4 separate regions of the Anas platyrhynchos genome follow, and all the other regions are linked to region 1. The links are chromatin contacts, called in public Hi-C maps. All regions are on one chromosome and are shown on one strand. The core of a region is the stretch at or near the end of the contact, and the rest is flanking DNA. Distances in the headings are between cores, read along the strand shown.

Evidence for each region. A called contact is a pair of places that touch in the nucleus more often than the background predicts.
Region 2: a contact with region 1 is called in a Hi-C map of liver, with 4 times the contacts expected there. The contact joins the enhancer-like site here to the promoter of VAV2 in region 1. A contact is called at or near these places in 3 of 8 Hi-C or Micro-C datasets (liver, skeletal muscle and subcutaneous adipose tissue).
Region 3: a contact with region 1 is called in a Hi-C map of subcutaneous adipose tissue, with 2.5 times the contacts expected there. The contact joins the enhancer-like site here to the promoter of VAV2 in region 1. A contact is called at or near these places in 3 of 8 Hi-C or Micro-C datasets (skeletal muscle and subcutaneous adipose tissue).
Region 4: a contact with region 1 is called in a Hi-C map of subcutaneous adipose tissue, with 2.8 times the contacts expected there. The contact joins the enhancer-like site here to the promoter of VAV2 in region 1. A contact is called at or near these places in 2 of 8 Hi-C or Micro-C datasets (F5 follicle and subcutaneous adipose tissue).

Annotation. Positions count from the first base shown.
Region 1 is chr18:8,901,739-8,905,507 of IASCAAS_PekinDuck_T2T, forward strand. VAV2 (vav guanine nucleotide exchange factor 2) reads left to right here and starts at 1,684. Exons shown (of 28, transcript XM_027471053.3): 1 at 1,684-2,450. The coding sequence starts at 2,247. It overlaps LOC110351613 (a long non-coding RNA gene), which reads left to right. Exons shown (of 2, transcript XR_003500981.3): 2 at 893-1,265.
Region 2 is chr18:9,007,648-9,011,416 of IASCAAS_PekinDuck_T2T, forward strand. VAV2 (vav guanine nucleotide exchange factor 2) reads left to right here. Exons shown (of 28, transcript XM_027471053.3): 10 at 461-556; 11 at 958-1,026; 12 at 3,737-3,769. Among named protein-coding and RNA genes, the nearest start is that of SARDH, 19 kb to the right of the region's middle. Within about 2 kb of position 2,059, at least 2 of the 8 cell types and tissues checked have an H3K27ac peak or open chromatin away from gene starts, as enhancers often do.
Region 3 is chr18:8,986,252-8,990,020 of IASCAAS_PekinDuck_T2T, forward strand. The region is part of intron 3 of VAV2 (vav guanine nucleotide exchange factor 2); the gene reads left to right. Among named protein-coding and RNA genes, the nearest start is that of SARDH, 41 kb to the right of the region's middle. Within about 2 kb of position 1,765, at least 2 of the 8 cell types and tissues checked have an H3K27ac peak or open chromatin away from gene starts, as enhancers often do. A contact at or near this core is called in subcutaneous adipose tissue, where this site is marked.
Region 4 is chr18:8,827,939-8,831,707 of IASCAAS_PekinDuck_T2T, forward strand. No RefSeq gene overlaps it. Among named protein-coding and RNA genes, the nearest start is that of WDR5, 19 kb to the right of the region's middle. Within about 2 kb of position 1,708, at least 3 of the 8 cell types and tissues checked have an H3K27ac peak or open chromatin away from gene starts, as enhancers often do. A contact at or near this core is called in subcutaneous adipose tissue, where this site is marked.

The sequences.
Region 1 (3,769 bases), core at 434-2,933:
CACCCCGTCCTCCTTTCATTTGTCCAATCCCCCTTTCAGCTTTAGGTTCACACTGGAAGCAGTTCCCAGATCCTCTTTGCTTGTCCCATACTCCCGGGTTCAGGACGTTTGTATGATCTGCAGCTCGCAGCCCACAAGAGTGCGTGCTGGCTGCACGCTCGTCGCCGAGCCTTGCCTTCCAGTTGTTTCCCCTCTCAGAAATCCCTGCTATCAGCTGTTTTTCCTGCTGCAGAGGTGGGTGAGAAGCGTCCTTGCTTCAGCACCTCCCACGCAGATGCTGGCTTTGCAGCTGCGGCGATCGGTCCTAAGTGTCCGGGGGCCAAGCAGGGGTTTTATTATGCAGTAAAAAAAGCCAGGCCATAGCAAGCAGCTTTAATTATACGCATATAATAAACTCCTCTGTAGCCCTCTACCTACAGACCTGATCTCACAGGGCAGACTAGGGCTCAGTGACCCAAAATTATCCCTGGCAGGACTCCACGCCTTTCAATGGCTGCGTGACTCCTGCCCACTGGGTGCTGCTGGAGCCCAGGCAGAGAGGCTTAATGGTGAACTTCAGGAATGAGAAAGTTATGGAGAGAAATCACCTCCGCAGGGTACGGGGAGCTGCGGATCAGCATGCTCCCCAGTACACCCAGGGCAGGGCACAGCTCTGATTGCGAGGCCGGGGCACAGGGATGCTGTTCCCTCTCCGTTTATACTCGCACCCATCCTGCCCTGCCAGAGGCGCACCAGGCACCGCACGCAGCCAGACCGGGGGCAGATCGAGCGCCAGCACATCAGGCTAAAAGAAGCACTTCCCGTGCTATTTGAAAAAAAATAAATAAAAAAATAAAAAAGCTTCTCCAAACTGTCCTTGGAATATCAAACAATTGTTTTTCATTCTTTACAGGGATCTTCCTTCCCATCCTGGAAGCGAAGGGTCATGCCAGCAGAGTTGCTCTTTCTTCTTTATCTCCACTTGGCTACATTTGGAAGAGATTAGCGTTGCATTTGTTTGACATCCAGGTTAATAGCTTCCCTTCGTCCCAGCCTCGGCTTCCGGTGTTGGCTATCTGGAAAGCCAGGACGAAAATTAATTGACAAACTCTTGGGAGAGGATCTCCAAAGAAAACTCAGACCAGATTTGAAAAGAGGCTGCTCTGAAGTGTGCTGATTTGGATGGGAGCCACCGAGGGAAAATTAGAGATTTTCAGGAGTTTGCTGCCAAGGAGTTAATGGCCAAGAGTTGAGGTTTGCAATAAATACGCTGGTAATTAATTATAGGAGTTGTCTTCGTGTTTGAAAGTCAAGGAACACGATCGCTTGTTTGGGTTAAACATCTCCCCTGCAGTATTTGCAGCCCAAACACGAGCCGGAGAGGGGGAGCGTGGAGCCAGACAAAGCAGCGGCTGCTCGGGGGAGGGCCGGGAGGCTGCTGGGGGGGGGTCTTGGGGACCCCAAATGCGAACGGGGGCCGGGGGGGAGCGGAGCAGCGGGCGGCTGGGGGGGGTCCGCAGCAGGACGGGGAGCGGGGAGCTGCAGGAGGAGGGAGCGGGGGGGGGTGCAAAGAGAGAAAATAAAGGGGAAAATAAAAAAAAAAATAAAAGGGAAGGAAAGGAGGCGTGCAGCGCTCCCGCAGACAAAGGGGCGGCGGGGGCGGGCCGGGAGCTCCTCCCGGCGGGGCGGGGGCTTCGGCCCGGGGGTGGTGGTGGTGGTGAGGGGAGGGGGGGGGCAGCAAATTCCCACCCGCGACGGCAGCGGGGGCGTCCCCAGCGCCAGCTCCGCGGCTGTGCAGGTGGGGCGGGGGCAGGAGCAAAAGCAGGAGCAGCACCAGGAGCGAGAGCAGCTTCGGGAGCAGGAGCAGCTTCGGGAGCAGGAGCAGCGGCTGCAGGAGGAGCAAAAGCAGGAGCAAAAGGAGCAAAAGCAGCAAAAGCAGCAGCGGCAGGAGCAAGTTTCCCCGGGCCGGGGAGGGGGGACACGAAGTTGCGCGGGGGTGGCCCCTTTGTTCCCGGGCCGATGCGGCGCGCCTAGCCCCGGCGGTGGGGCCGCAGCGGGGGCAGGGGCAGCCCTCCGCCGGAAAACTCGGCGCCGTCCCCCTCCTCCCCTTCCTCCTCCTTCCTCCTCCTCCTCCTCCTCCTCCCCGCCGATGCTTCCCCGGGCGGTGAGCGGCGATGGAGCGGGGCGGTAGCGCGGCGGCAGCCGCCCGCTGCCCCTGAGCAGGGAGGAGGAGGAAGAGGAGGAGGAGGAGGAGGAAGGTCGTGGCCATGGAGGAGTGGAGGCAGTGCGGCCGCTGGCTCATCGACTGCAAAGTTTTGCCCCCCAACCACCGGGTGGTCTGGCCCTCGGCGGTGGTCTTCGACCTGGCGCAGGCGCTGCGGGACGGGGTGCTGCTGTGCCAGCTGCTCCACAACCTCTCCCCCGGCTCCATCGACCTCAAGGACATCAACTTCAGGCCCCAGATGTCCCAGGTATTCATTGGATTTTTATTTTTTATTATTTTTTTTTGGGGGGGTGGTGGTATGCGTATAGGGCTCTTTGTGTTGTTCTTGCAAAACTTCGTGGGATGAGTGAGTGCGGGCGTGGATAGGTGTGTGTGTGTGTGTGTAGAGCTTTTTTTCCAGCCCCCCCGGCTGCCCTTAGCCCCCAACCCCCCTATTTTAGCTCCAAACCCGTACCCCGAGGCTCAGCCCCAGCACCGGGGCTCAGGGCTGGGAAGCCGGCAGCGGCTGCACAAGGGGGCTGGGGGGGGGAGAAACCGCCCCGGGGGAAGAAGGCAGTCTGTGTGTGCCCCCCCCCCCATATTTATAGCCCTCTCGAAACAAAAGCAGCCAGCACGGCCGGGATGAGGCTGGCGTGGTTACTTCCAGGGCTTTTCTCGAGGCTTATGTTCGGCTTTGATGCGCTGCAGGAGCGGTGCTCTGAGCGCTGTCCTGGCAGGGTTGCTGGCCCGAGGGGCAAAAGTTTGCCCAGAAAGATCAAAAACGAGAAGAAAACACTCCCCAGGAGCTCTGCCAGCCTGCCCCGGACCTGGGGGCATGGTGCTGTAGGGCTGGGCTCAGCGCTGCCCACCACCAGGATTTGGGGTCGGGTGACCCTAAGGCTTTAGGGTTCCCTCCCTGGGCGTGTTTCCATCTGGGATTGTTTTGGTGGAAGGATGCTTGAACACCAGATTGGCTCTGCCTGGCTGGTTTGCAGCTCTCCGTGTTCCCGCGTGCTGAGCCGCACGGCATTTGCGTGGAAATCGGGAAATGAAAATCGATGAGAAACCAACAAAACCTGGCCGTGCGTCCCCGGCCCCGCAGCTGCCGTGCCCATGGGCAGCTGGGAAGCTGCTGTCCTGTTTGAACAGCCCAGAGCTTGGTAAAAAGGGAGGGGAAATTTCCTGGTCACGAGGGCATGTGAGAATCTGGGTGTCAAAGCATTCACAGATAAATAACGTAACGTTATCTGGAGTTCTGCTGTGTGCTGTGCAAGCACGCTGCCATGCAAGCGCCTTTCCCTGTTTTTTTTTTTTTTTTCAGAGTTTTGTTCAGGGTAACAGTGGGTTTGTGGCCCTCGTGGCTCCCCAGCCAGCAAAGCACGGCCACGTGCGCTGGGGGAGCTGCTGTGGCTGAGGACAGCTCGCCTGCGGGGTGCTGGGCGCCAAACTGAGCCGTGTTTTGGGGCCCAAAGCGTGTTCTGCTGCGTGCACAGGAGCAGCTGAAATGGAGACCTTGATCCCACAGCCAGCCAGGGTGGAAAACCCCAACCATGCAGGTGAAAGGGCAGCTCTGTCTGTGAGTGCTCC
Region 2 (3,769 bases), core at 809-3,308, 110 kb after region 1:
AAGGTAGCTATGCAAAACTTCCTGTGATCACATTAGCTTATCTTAATGACTTTAATGCTTATCAGCAAAGCCACAGCAACTGTCTGCGTGCTTGCTCCTAGCCCCTTGCAAATAAAATGCATTAGTTCAAGCCGGTGAGGAGGTGAGTTAAGCTAATGCGTTTCATTTGACATTTCCCGAGGTCTAGGAGCACTCGCGTGCTCTCCTAATGAGCAGCATCTCATTAAGCTGCGGTAGCTCAGCTGCATGAGAATGCCTGCATTTGAGGGTCCAGCCCCTGTGTGTTATTCCTCGATAACCTCCACGGTGGCAGCCCTGCGAGCGGATCCTCAGCAGAACAGAGGTTACAGAAGCAAAATGTTACAGCTGTGGAACTTCTGAGTGTGTTTTTTTATTATTGTGGGGTAGTCATTGTTTTCCCTCAGCTACTTCACTCCTGCCTTATCGATTTCTTTAATAGGAATGCACGCTGAAGGTCCAGGATGGGAAATTTAAATTGCAGGATCTGCTGGTGGTTCCAATGCAAAGAGTTTTGAAATACCATCTCCTGCTAAAAGTAAGTGTTTCAGCATTAGCACTTCCCTCCAGCTGCCATCCTCACTGTAGCATCTTTTGGCATTTACAGTAGAGAAGGAAGCATTGCCAGATGCAGAGTGAGGTTTGTTTTTTTCCCCCCCTTTCAAATGAAATAATTACTAGAGCTACTTAACATGACATAATATTTGTGCCGTCTCTTAAAGTATGGTGACCTGGGGTAATTCTGCACTTGTTAGCCACAAGAGGCAGTTAATGAATATCAAATAAGCTTGCATATAATCTGATTATGTGTGAAATTCCTGCCGTCAGCTCCGTGTAACGGCTCTCTGCAGCACCAGCAAGTTGGCGCCGTCCCCGTCCCGTGGCTGCAGCACCGATGCGGGCAGCTCCCCCCATGCATCCCCTGCTTTTGTGTTTCAGGAGCTGCTCAGCCACTCGTCAGAGCGCCCAGAGAAGCAGCAGCTGAAGGAGGCTCTGGAGGCGATGCAGGTACGGGTGTGTAGGTGACAAACAGCCCGGCAGCCTGGGAGAAGGCAGCGTCCCCTCCTTTAGGACACGTGTGTGCATTGGGTGCTGTTTGACGGGATTGCTTTGCAGCACAGCTCTAGCCATCACCGTTACCTTCCTCCCTGAGCGTCTGGGGAAGCTGGTGTTTGTTTACAATGTAGGACTTTTCACTAACTACTGTTGGGGGTAAAGGGGCCGTGCCAAATTGGGCTCTTGGTTTTCTGGTAGGGATCTGGAGGAGCTCCAGCCGTACCTGCAAGCCTGGGGGCACCCCTGGAGTCAGCCCCTGCCTGCACGGTGTCATCCAGGCTGGGGGGCCTGCTCTCCAAGTGTATTTTTTCGAAGAAAATAATGTTTCCAGAAACCTAGACTTCTTGCAGCAAAACCTGGATTTGTTTTAAATTTTTTGAGGAGGTGGAGCTGGGGACTCATCCAAAGGTTTTGTGACTTGGGTACATCCCCTTGGGCACCCCAAATTCACAGCAGGACCATTGCCAGCAGAATCTGATGGGAAGGTGATGGTTGCATCCAGTTTTCCTCTCGGGGACCACCACGGGATTCATCCCCAGCATCATTCGTGTGCTCTGAGGTCACTTTGTTTGTTTTCTACTCCGAGCCTCAGCTTTTTTAATGACACTGCATTTCCTGGCAGTTACATAAGGTTGGTGACCTTTTTAGCTGCTATCCCTGCAAGCCAGCGAAGGCAGAGCCGATATGTAGGTCGTCCTAGCCGAGGTTGTGTAAAGGACATCGCATTCCCTCTCCACAATACATGACCGTGGCCTCAGATGAACGCTCTGGGCGAGAGAAGGGAGCAGGGGAAGGGATTCTTCCTCGTGCCACAAATCACCTCTGTCCCCAAAATGTCCTGGCCGATGAGACAAAGTGACAAACCCAGTGACAGCTGTTAAACCCTGCTTATGGCCTCGTAATAACGGCATCCCCCACTACCTCTGCTAATAAATAAATGTACGCAGTCCGGTTGCACTACAGAGTCAGCATTATTTGGAGGAAGCTGAGAGCTTTGTTTGCTTTCCCTGCCCCATCTCCAGGAGAGCGCGGATGCAATTCAGACCGCACAGGGCTCGCCGGGGGCGAAGGAAGCAGAACAGTTTGATTTTAATTGATTTGTAAACCAAGGCTTAACATACAAGTAATGTTTTTCATCGAGATTCCAGCCTTTCTGTTTCCCGTGCTGGCAGACACTATTATCCTGCTGTCCCTCCTGAGAGCTGTGCAGGGGGTGCGTGCCTATGGCTGGGGGCACGTTTCCCAAAGGGCTTCACCTCCCTTTTATTTTGCCCGCGTGGTTGCTAGCACAAGGCAGTGGCAGTTTGCACCAAAAAGCTGCACGTGGAGGTATTTGGTGCATGCATTGTCCCCCCACGTGAGCACAGAGCTGAACCCCAGGGGACGGGGAGGTGAGGCAGGTTCCCTGGTGAATCCTGCAGACCCATTCTGCACATTGCTGCCGCTGTTTCGAGCCACCGATGATCCTGGGATTGGGTTTCCCCTTTGCACGTGAGACAGATTTGCTCAGCAGAAGGGAACAAATGCTCTGCTGAACACTCAAGTGCTGACGGAGGATGCCAGCTTCGTTTCACGAGGCTTTTAGTTTTGTCATTCTTCATAACCGTCCCTGCCACTGGCTGGCCTGGGCACTTGGTGATGTTACGAGTATTGTCATGCAGACTTGTGATTATCATCTGTGATTAACCCTTCCTGTGTTGGGAAGGTCTCGCCTGGAGGGTTGTCTTAAAAAATTCCCTGCTCAGATTTAATCCAAAGTGACAGGAGCTGTTGTTGAGAACAAGGAGGCTGGGAGCAGATCAGAAGCAAACGGGCATCGAAGATACAGTTGGAAGGATGTGAGAAGTAGTTTCAGCTGAAGGAGCTGGGTTCCCTGTCTGGTGGGTCAAAATTTGGAGAAGCAGGGAATTTTTCAGAGAAGATCAAGCACCACTGATTGTCTCCGTATTTTTCAAAATCACCTTTTTGTGTGGTTGGAAATCCTGGAGTTCAGAAGCGCTGGATTTAGGGATGCTCTTGTGGGCTGGCTGCCAGCAGGGCCAAGCTGGGGCAAGTGCCCTTCCCAGCAAACGTGCATCCAAAGCAGTTATTTTACAGACGTGGATGTTTTGACAAAGAAGGCGGCTTGGAGCTTTTTTATTCAGGGCGATGATGGGAATTAAGGTGATGAGAGCTGGGAGTAAAGGGTGCTGCCGGGGCTCACACCAGGTAAAAGCCACGTGTTGGGTTTGCCATCGCAGCAGGAGCTGTCTGCCTGCTCGTGTACCACTGGATTAATGCATTGCCCTCTTCTGGGAAATGGGAAAAATTGCAGCAGCTGCCTGGTCGAGCAGTGCCAGCACAGCACAGGGCACAGGGCATGCCCTGGGGTGCTGGGATGGAGCCCAGGGGTGCAGGCAGTGATGCTGGGTGCCAGCATGGGCTCCTTTGCTTCGACTGAAATCTCTGGGTTTTGTTTGTAATTCAGCAGAAATCTGCCAAGCTGCTTTTCCTTTTCTTCTGGTGACGCCTGTGCTCACAATGCCCTGTGCTTTTTGGGTTCTTGCAGAGCTGCTTCTGGTCTCATGCGAGGAAAGGGCAGCGGGGGACACGTGGTGTCTGCTTTAGTGGAGGTGCTAGCTTTGTATGGGAAATAAAAATCAACACTCGCTTTTCTTTTCAGGACTTGGCCATGTACATAAACGAAGTAAAGAGA
Region 3 (3,769 bases), core at 515-3,014, 85 kb after region 1:
GAGGCTGAAAAATCTCCCTGACGTGTTTTCATGCAAGGCCGCTTTGTAGGCCGGGGAGGTCACCCCGTAAGCATCCACTAATGGGAGCAAAGGCAGTTTCTCGCCCCCTCCCCACCAGCAGCCTTGCGTAATGCAGGTACAGCCCTGAAGTGAACAGCTCGGCTTAGTGGTGAGATCTGGGGCTCGCTGGCTCTTTGGGTTCACCAGCCTCGTCACGGCTCGTTGCCTCGAAGGTGCTGAGCTTCCCTCAGGGTCCCTCCCTGCCTCGCCTCCCACCTCTGGGTGCAATGGCAGAGCACCCACAGCCTTCTCCCCTGCTTGGTGTCAGCACATGGGCTGGTGTGGGGAAGGCTGTGCTGAACTTCGGCACTTTCCCTAGGCCTGCAGAGGGGTTTCAGGCTCAGCAGATCCAAAACAGGGGTGGGGAGGTGGGCAGCTGCCAGCGCTGGGGGGATGTGAAGGTTCAGGATCGGGTCCTGCCTCCTCTTGGGGCCAAGTCACATCGCTTTGCACCCCTCTGGCGAGGGGAATACGCATCTTTTGGTTCCTGATGGAGCACAGGCAGTGCTGTTGAGGCCAGGGGCCTGTTTGTGTCTGGCTGGTGTTACACAGCAGGGCCCTGTCTGGGTGGCTGTGCTGGCACACACCTGGGAGCAGGCAGGAATATGAATTTGGGGAGAGATTTGGCATTATTGGTGAGCGCTTCAGAGGGCTGCAGCTGCTCAGGTACAGCAGGGAAACAGCTGCTCAGAGTACTGAAAGATTTCCTCGGGCCGCTTTGCTGCACGTTAAGAGCAAGGCTCAGAGAGATTTGCAAATTGAGGCAATCGAGGAGCTTTGCGGGGTGTAACTAACTGTTGTGGGGTGTGATTTGTCCTCATACTCCCAAGGAGACCAGGGGGAACATGCCCTGGGGACGGGCTGCTGCCCTCCCCCAGCACTGGGACATGGGAAGCTGGCACTGCCCCTGCTCACCACGCTGGCCGTTGATTTTCAGCCACAATGTTTTTAAATCAAGCGTTTTTCTGAGTCAGAGAGCTGGACCACATCCCTTCCTAGGGATTGTTACCCCAGAGGGTACTTCTCTTTGGGAACGATGTTTCTGGATTCCCCTTTTGATTTTACCCATCTGTTATTGTCAAAGCGGAGCTGAAGTGAGGAGGAAATCGTGCCACTTTCCAGAGCGAAGCATTGCTGCATGAGAATTTTTTTTTAAAAACGCGATAATGTGTTGAAACATAAAATTATACGAGCTGTTATTTTCTTGTCTCATAGTCTCCAGAAATATTTGGTTCAGATTCGAGCTAAAGATAAATCAGGGCATGCAGCTAACCCTTGGGCACTGTGCAGTGCGCTGTGCTGAATGCTGTAAGTACTCTCCTGCAAAATCATCATCTTTGTGTTATCTGATTATGTAGCTTGCTGCTTCCCTGCTGAATTTCTATCAGAATTAATCTTGTGAGAATTTCTGCGAGTTCCAGACCACAAATAAAAGCAAATCATAATTTTTCAGAAGACGTGTCTAAAATTTGGCACAGCACGAGGTGCTTCTTTCCAGAGATGAGTAATGTAACACAATAGCATGATTTTAATTAAATTCAGCAGCTTTTGGTATGCTCCGATGTGTCTTGTTCTGCGGGGAGAATTGATTCCATCCTGCTTTAGAGAATCGGACATTAAGAGCATGCTTTTTGTCTGTCTCATAGGGCTTGACCAAAACCATTCCCCAAGCTTGTTCCCATCTCACAGAGGGGAACCAAAGCTTGGGGAAGTGCCCGGCGTGAGAGCAGAGCTGGGGAAGGAGCTCTGGGTCCCCCCGGTCAGCTCACACCCACCTCTCGCCGCAGCCATAAATCTCTCACCCCCCCGAAGCCGATGACGGACGCGTTCTCGGTTGCATGCAAACATCTTGCAGAACCACATGGTTTCTTTGGACGGCCCCACGGGCGCTGTGCTGATGAAAGCATTACGTCCTGCGTCACCCCAGGGGCTGAGGAGCGAGCGCCCCACGGCCGTCAGCACGCTGCTCGCCAAATGCTCTCAGTAAGGAGAAGGTGCTGCTGGGATCCTCGGATGGATGAGGTCTGAACTCTTTTCCTTTAGCTCTCTGGAAGGGTTTCTCCTCGTACGTGGGTGTGTTTGGGATGCAAGCACCTCCCCAAGTATGTGTCCTGCAAGCAGATGTGACACAGAGTGTGGGCATGCTGGGTGCCTTGGCCAGCAGGTCCCACGGGTCCGTGTGCGCACCCAGACTCACCCAAAAGCCCAGGAGCCAAGGCTGGCTGCTAACCTAACACCCAAACTCATGCTGAAAGCCTGAAGTACAAAACCTTGGTGAAATCAGAGTCCTGGCTTTCTCTGTCTTTCCATAAGGCTTTCTTCAGAAAGGGCTCGTTGGAGGATCTGCGCATCCAGCCATGGCTTTGTGAGTTACTGCAAGGTGTGATTACAGTCTGGAGATCCCACGTACGAAAATGTTTTTCAGCCAGATCCTGAGCACAGAACGCTCAGTACAGCCCCATCCATCCCAGCAGAGCTGCAGAAGCCCATTTGTACCCATTTCAGGCTCTGGTCCTTTCCATTTATCAAGAAATCCCTTGCAGAAGGGGCAGCAGATGGGTGCAGCTCAGGTTTCACAGGCGTCACACACCCAGCCTGCTGTTTAAAGCACCGAAGTGCTATCCCTGGACTTGGGAAAATGGGACAAGATTAGCATGCTGGTGTCTGGAGGCTGGAATCCAGCTCCTGGCAAGGGCTGAGCCACCTCCTGTGGTTTTCTGTGGCCGTTCACACAAGTCATACAAACCCCACTGTGCCGGCGGGGCTGGTGGCTGTCCCCAAGAAATCTGGATGGAGACAGAGGGGAAATAGAAGATTAATCACACTGGATTCACCCTGCTCTCTCATACACGAATTTGAGGCTAAGATGCTACTGAACCCAATGATCTGAGTAAAACCGACCCATCCCTGACCCTCTGTATTCTCTGTGATGGCATCCAGAGGTGAGCAGCTGGCTTCGGTTGCTAGGACAAGGCACCAGACGCTGAAATATGCTCACAAATAAATCTTCCTGCTTATTGCTGCTGGAGAATTGCAGCCTACCTCGTTCTCCTCGTTAAATAATTCAGAGCAGAGAGCAGGCAGCGTGCCGAGCTGCAAGCATCGTGGCCAAGGAGCCTGGGGATGGCTGCTGAGGATACGGCGTGGGATGGCCCCGAGTGACCACGGAGAGAAGGGAGGGCTGCTTCTGCATTAGGTGCCTGCTGAAATATTCACTGAATATCCCCGGCGTGGTGTGCTCTGGCTGGGGGCTGCTCCTGCATTTCCTTGCAAGAGGCAGTTTTTTTTTTCCAGGGGGCTCCATGCCCCGGAAAATCACCTGAATGGTTTTAAGCTCAGAGGGGAGCTTTGCGTTGGGTGTCGGGGAGGATTGGCTGCCGTAAGTCTTGTCCTCAAGCTGAGAAGCTTCCTTTAAACGCCACAACAAATCACTTGGTCTTTTCTTCTCTTTTTAGTCTCTAAAACAAACGCCTTGGATCAATCACTCCTGGGTTCTCTTCTTTGATCTCTGGAAATGGTGCTGTTGAATGCGCTGGGGTTTGTTGTGAAGAAGCCTGCTCTGGAGGTTTATCATCTTTAAGAGGCTGCTCCAGCAGCGTTTGATGTTGCTGGGGCTTTTGCTCTCCATCCGAGTGGATGAAGTGGCACAGGCTTGAGGGATAAATGGCTCAGCAGGTGTCACTTTTTTTTTTTTGTGATGGTGGACTGA
Region 4 (3,769 bases), core at 458-2,957, 74 kb before region 1:
CTTTGCCCACAGCCCCACTCCTGGCCCTGCCTGCAGCACTTTTGGCACCAGATTTTTGCAGGGGTACGGGCACAGGATCGCATGAGAGGCATTTTTCCAGCCAGCCCTGCCGTCAGCTGCCTGCCCCGAGCCCGGCTCCATGCCTGCCCTTCCTGCGAGGTGTCCAAAGCCTCCTCAACAATTACCCGAGTTGCTGTTTGTTCAGGCGATGTGGATTTAGCTCTCCAGCCTCACGTGTAGTGTGTGTATAGGGAAAGATAGATTGCCGCTACTTTCCAGTATAAATCACATTCCTTACAACACTCCAAAGTAGCATTTTCAACCTCAGGGTGCTAATAGGATCCAGCAGGAGAAAGAAATGTCAGCTAAGTAGCAGGCGCTGTTTGGAGAGTGCAATGGAGCTGATCCACAGCCCTGGGGCAAAAGGAGCAATCCCAGGGCAAAGGTTAAAGAGTTCAGGAGCACTTCAGCCTACTTAATTGCAACAGGCCTCTTACACAGTGCAAGATGGATGACTCAAGCCGGGCAAGGGGGGCAGAGCGGGGCCAGCAGCATCACCATCTGGAGGCAGGCAGGCGGCAGGGGACCACGGCGGAGGGGACGGAGGTGGCTCCTTGCCTCGAGCCACTGCTAGCCAGCAAGGTGGCCTGCGCCACACCGGGACCCCCGGCCACCAACTCTGTCCCCTCCACCAGCAGCTCATCCCCAGTCCCAGCCAAGAAATGGGAATTTCTATCGGAGCTGGCTGAAGGCACCAAGGTTTGGTTGCAGGAGCTCAGCACGGATCCGGGCTGATAAATACCCAGGAGCGAGAATACCTCCAGCTGCCAAGGAAAGGTTCCTTGCTCCCCCCAAATCCGTAAGGAATATTGTAAGGGGAAAGGAGAGGAATTGGTTATCGCTGCCGTTCTTGTCATTGTGGCAGGATTTGTTTTCCAATTCCCTCTTTTTTTTGTTAATCTTCAGAATCTGAAAATGTCTTGTATCAGCCCCAAGGTGATTCTGCTGGGAAGATGCCTCAGATAATATTTTTAGTAGAGTTTAGACTTGTTTTCTGACACTCATCGGAAAAAAAATGTCATCAAAAGCTGATGTTCTGCATGGAAAATGCCTTTTGAAATATTTTTTTTTTCTCTATCGGAAGGAAAAAAAAAAAAGTTTAGAATAAAAACATTTCTTCCAGGCCTCACGGGCGAGCTTTCTGCCGTTTCCCTGGTGATAAAAGCACGAGGCTGGATCCCGAGGCACCAGCACTTAATTCCCAGCACCATGACCTTGACGGAGCCCCTTCGGTCCAGCTCCACGGGGGGGGGGGGGGCAGATTTTTGCCCCAGCTTTTGGGGCTTTTTTGCTCAAGACGATGTCTGACGGGCTCGTGCCTCCTTGGGACACCCCGCTCCCCCCCATCACCACCCCCGTGTCCCCCAGAGGGGCTATCCTAGGGCTCCATCCCCTCATCCCCCATTGCTTTGGGGCTGCTTTAGATCCCTGCAGCCTTTTCTTGGGGTCGAGGAGGGGGTGAACTCTGCCGGGTAGCCCCGGGGACAGCCTGGTTTTATGGGGGGGCTGCCCCAGCTCCTCGACCCCCCCCCCCCCCAAAAAAAAAAAACCCCGGCTGGCGGCCCCCGGGTGCCCCCTGGTGGGGTGTGATGGAGCCGCAGAGCCGAGGCCTGCTTCGGCCTGGGGAGGCCCTCAGAGCCCCCCCTGCCTTGGGCACGACCCCTGCCCCCAGCCCAGGCTGCCCAAAGCCCCCCCAGCCCGGTCCTTGGCACTGCCAGGGTTGGGGGCAGCAGGGATGGAGCCATGGTGGCTCCTCGGGGCAGCCTGGGCCTCACCTCCCTCGTAGTGAATTTCTACCTCATATCTGACCTAAATCTCACTTCTTTTAGCTTAAAGCCGTTCCCCCTTGTCCTATCACTGACACAGAGACCCTCCCCAGCTGTCCTGCAGCCCCTTTTAGGGACAGACAGGCCGCTATAAGCCCCCTCTGGAGCCTCCTCCACACCCCCAGCCTCCCTCCACAGCAGAGGGGCTCCAGCCCCTCAGCACCCCCCCGGCCTCCTCGGGACCCCCTCCAACAGCTCCATGTCCTTGTGCTGGGGCTGCAAGGGGGGTCCCAACCCCAACACCCCCTGCCCACCTCCCTCCCAAGAAGCAGCCCCATCTCCAGGGCAAACATTCTCTCCAGGGCAAAACATTCATCGGCTTTTATTGAGGAGAGGGGCGAGGAGGGCGCTGCGCAGGAGCAGGGATGGGCGCACATCCCCCCTCTGAAGCTCAGAGACCCCCATCCCAAACCCCTTGGGGGGGGGTTCAGGAGAGGAGCAGGGCTGCCAGGAGGCAGGGAAGCAGCAGGCGGCCGCCGGCGAGCCGGGGGGAGCCGTTGCAGAGATCGGTATCGCAGCAGTGGATGCGGACCCCCGGCAGCTCCTGCTGCTGGCAGTGACGGGAGGTGGCACAGCCGCTGGTCAGCAGGCTGCCCAGGACCACTGCAAAGCAAGCAGAGCGCGGGGCATCAGGGACAGAGGCTGCGAGGCTTCGGGGTTTGCTGTGGGCAGGCAGGCGGGCAGAACTCACCGCTCTCTGTCTTAATGCAGAACCGGTGTTTGAAGCCCTGGTGGGAGTGGGAGCAGGTGATCACCTCGGGGTTCGAGCACCCCATGTCCACGTACTTGGTGCCAACGATGATGTTGCAGCCGTAACACTGGAGCCCGGATGCTAAAGGAGAGCATATGAAAACACAGCTGGTTGTTATTATTTTTTTTTTTCAGGGGAAAACGCTTCAACTCCTTCCTAGCTGTTCTCCACGGAAGGATTTGCAGCACTCGCTGCCTCGCCAGGTTGTGTTCAGCACTGAGTCAGAAACCAAATCTGCCCGCCGCTTGTTCACCCACTGGGCCCCAAAACGCAGAGCCAGCTCCCGCTAGAGGTCAGTGCGAAATCAAAGATTAGCCGGAGATTTGAGCTGGGATCAAATCACAGGAACAAGGCAGCTTTGAAACAAGGTTTGTAAAGAGTAAGTGAAACCTCCAAACCACAGACACCACCGAGCCTGGGCTCAGCCGCTCTCGGAAACAGCTTTTGCCTGTTTCTCCAAAATCCTCCAGTTTCAACCGTGCCTGTGCCAGAGTCGCTCACACTGGAGGGATCATTTAATTTTTGGTTTGGTTTTCTCCCTGCTTTTAACACAGGGTCTACAAGGGAGGTAAAATGACCCAGAATCAGAAGAGAAAGAGTCAGAGTGGCTGAGAGCAAATGTCCGTGAGCCCACAGCACTGGCAGTGCTTTGTCCCCCCTAGAGCCCTGCTTGCACTGGCGACAGCTCGGTCCTTCCCTGCAGGGTCAGTGGCTGTGTCTGAGAATGGCTCCCCCCAAAGCAGAGTGGGAATTAAGTCATTTTTCAAGTTCTTTAAAGCTAAATAAAAGGCATTCAGAGGATATTCAGCTACATCACTCACAGGGCTTAAGGCAAACACAGTACCTGAGACACATTTATTAACCGCAGCAACAGAAATCACGCTGCAGGCTTCCTCTGGCTGTTGCCTTCCCCCTGCCTCTTAATTATGACCTGGAGCCCTTCCCTGTCCCTTGCTCATTTGCTCCCAAACCTTTTTGGGGCGCTGTGTGAGCATCCCCGCACCCCTGGGCCCGGCAAGGGGGTCACTGGGGAAGGGGAGCCCCCAAGGATCCTGGCTCCTGGCCCACGCTTCTTACCCACATGCCCTCATACAAAACGTGACCATTTTTCCTAAAACTGCCGACAAGGCAA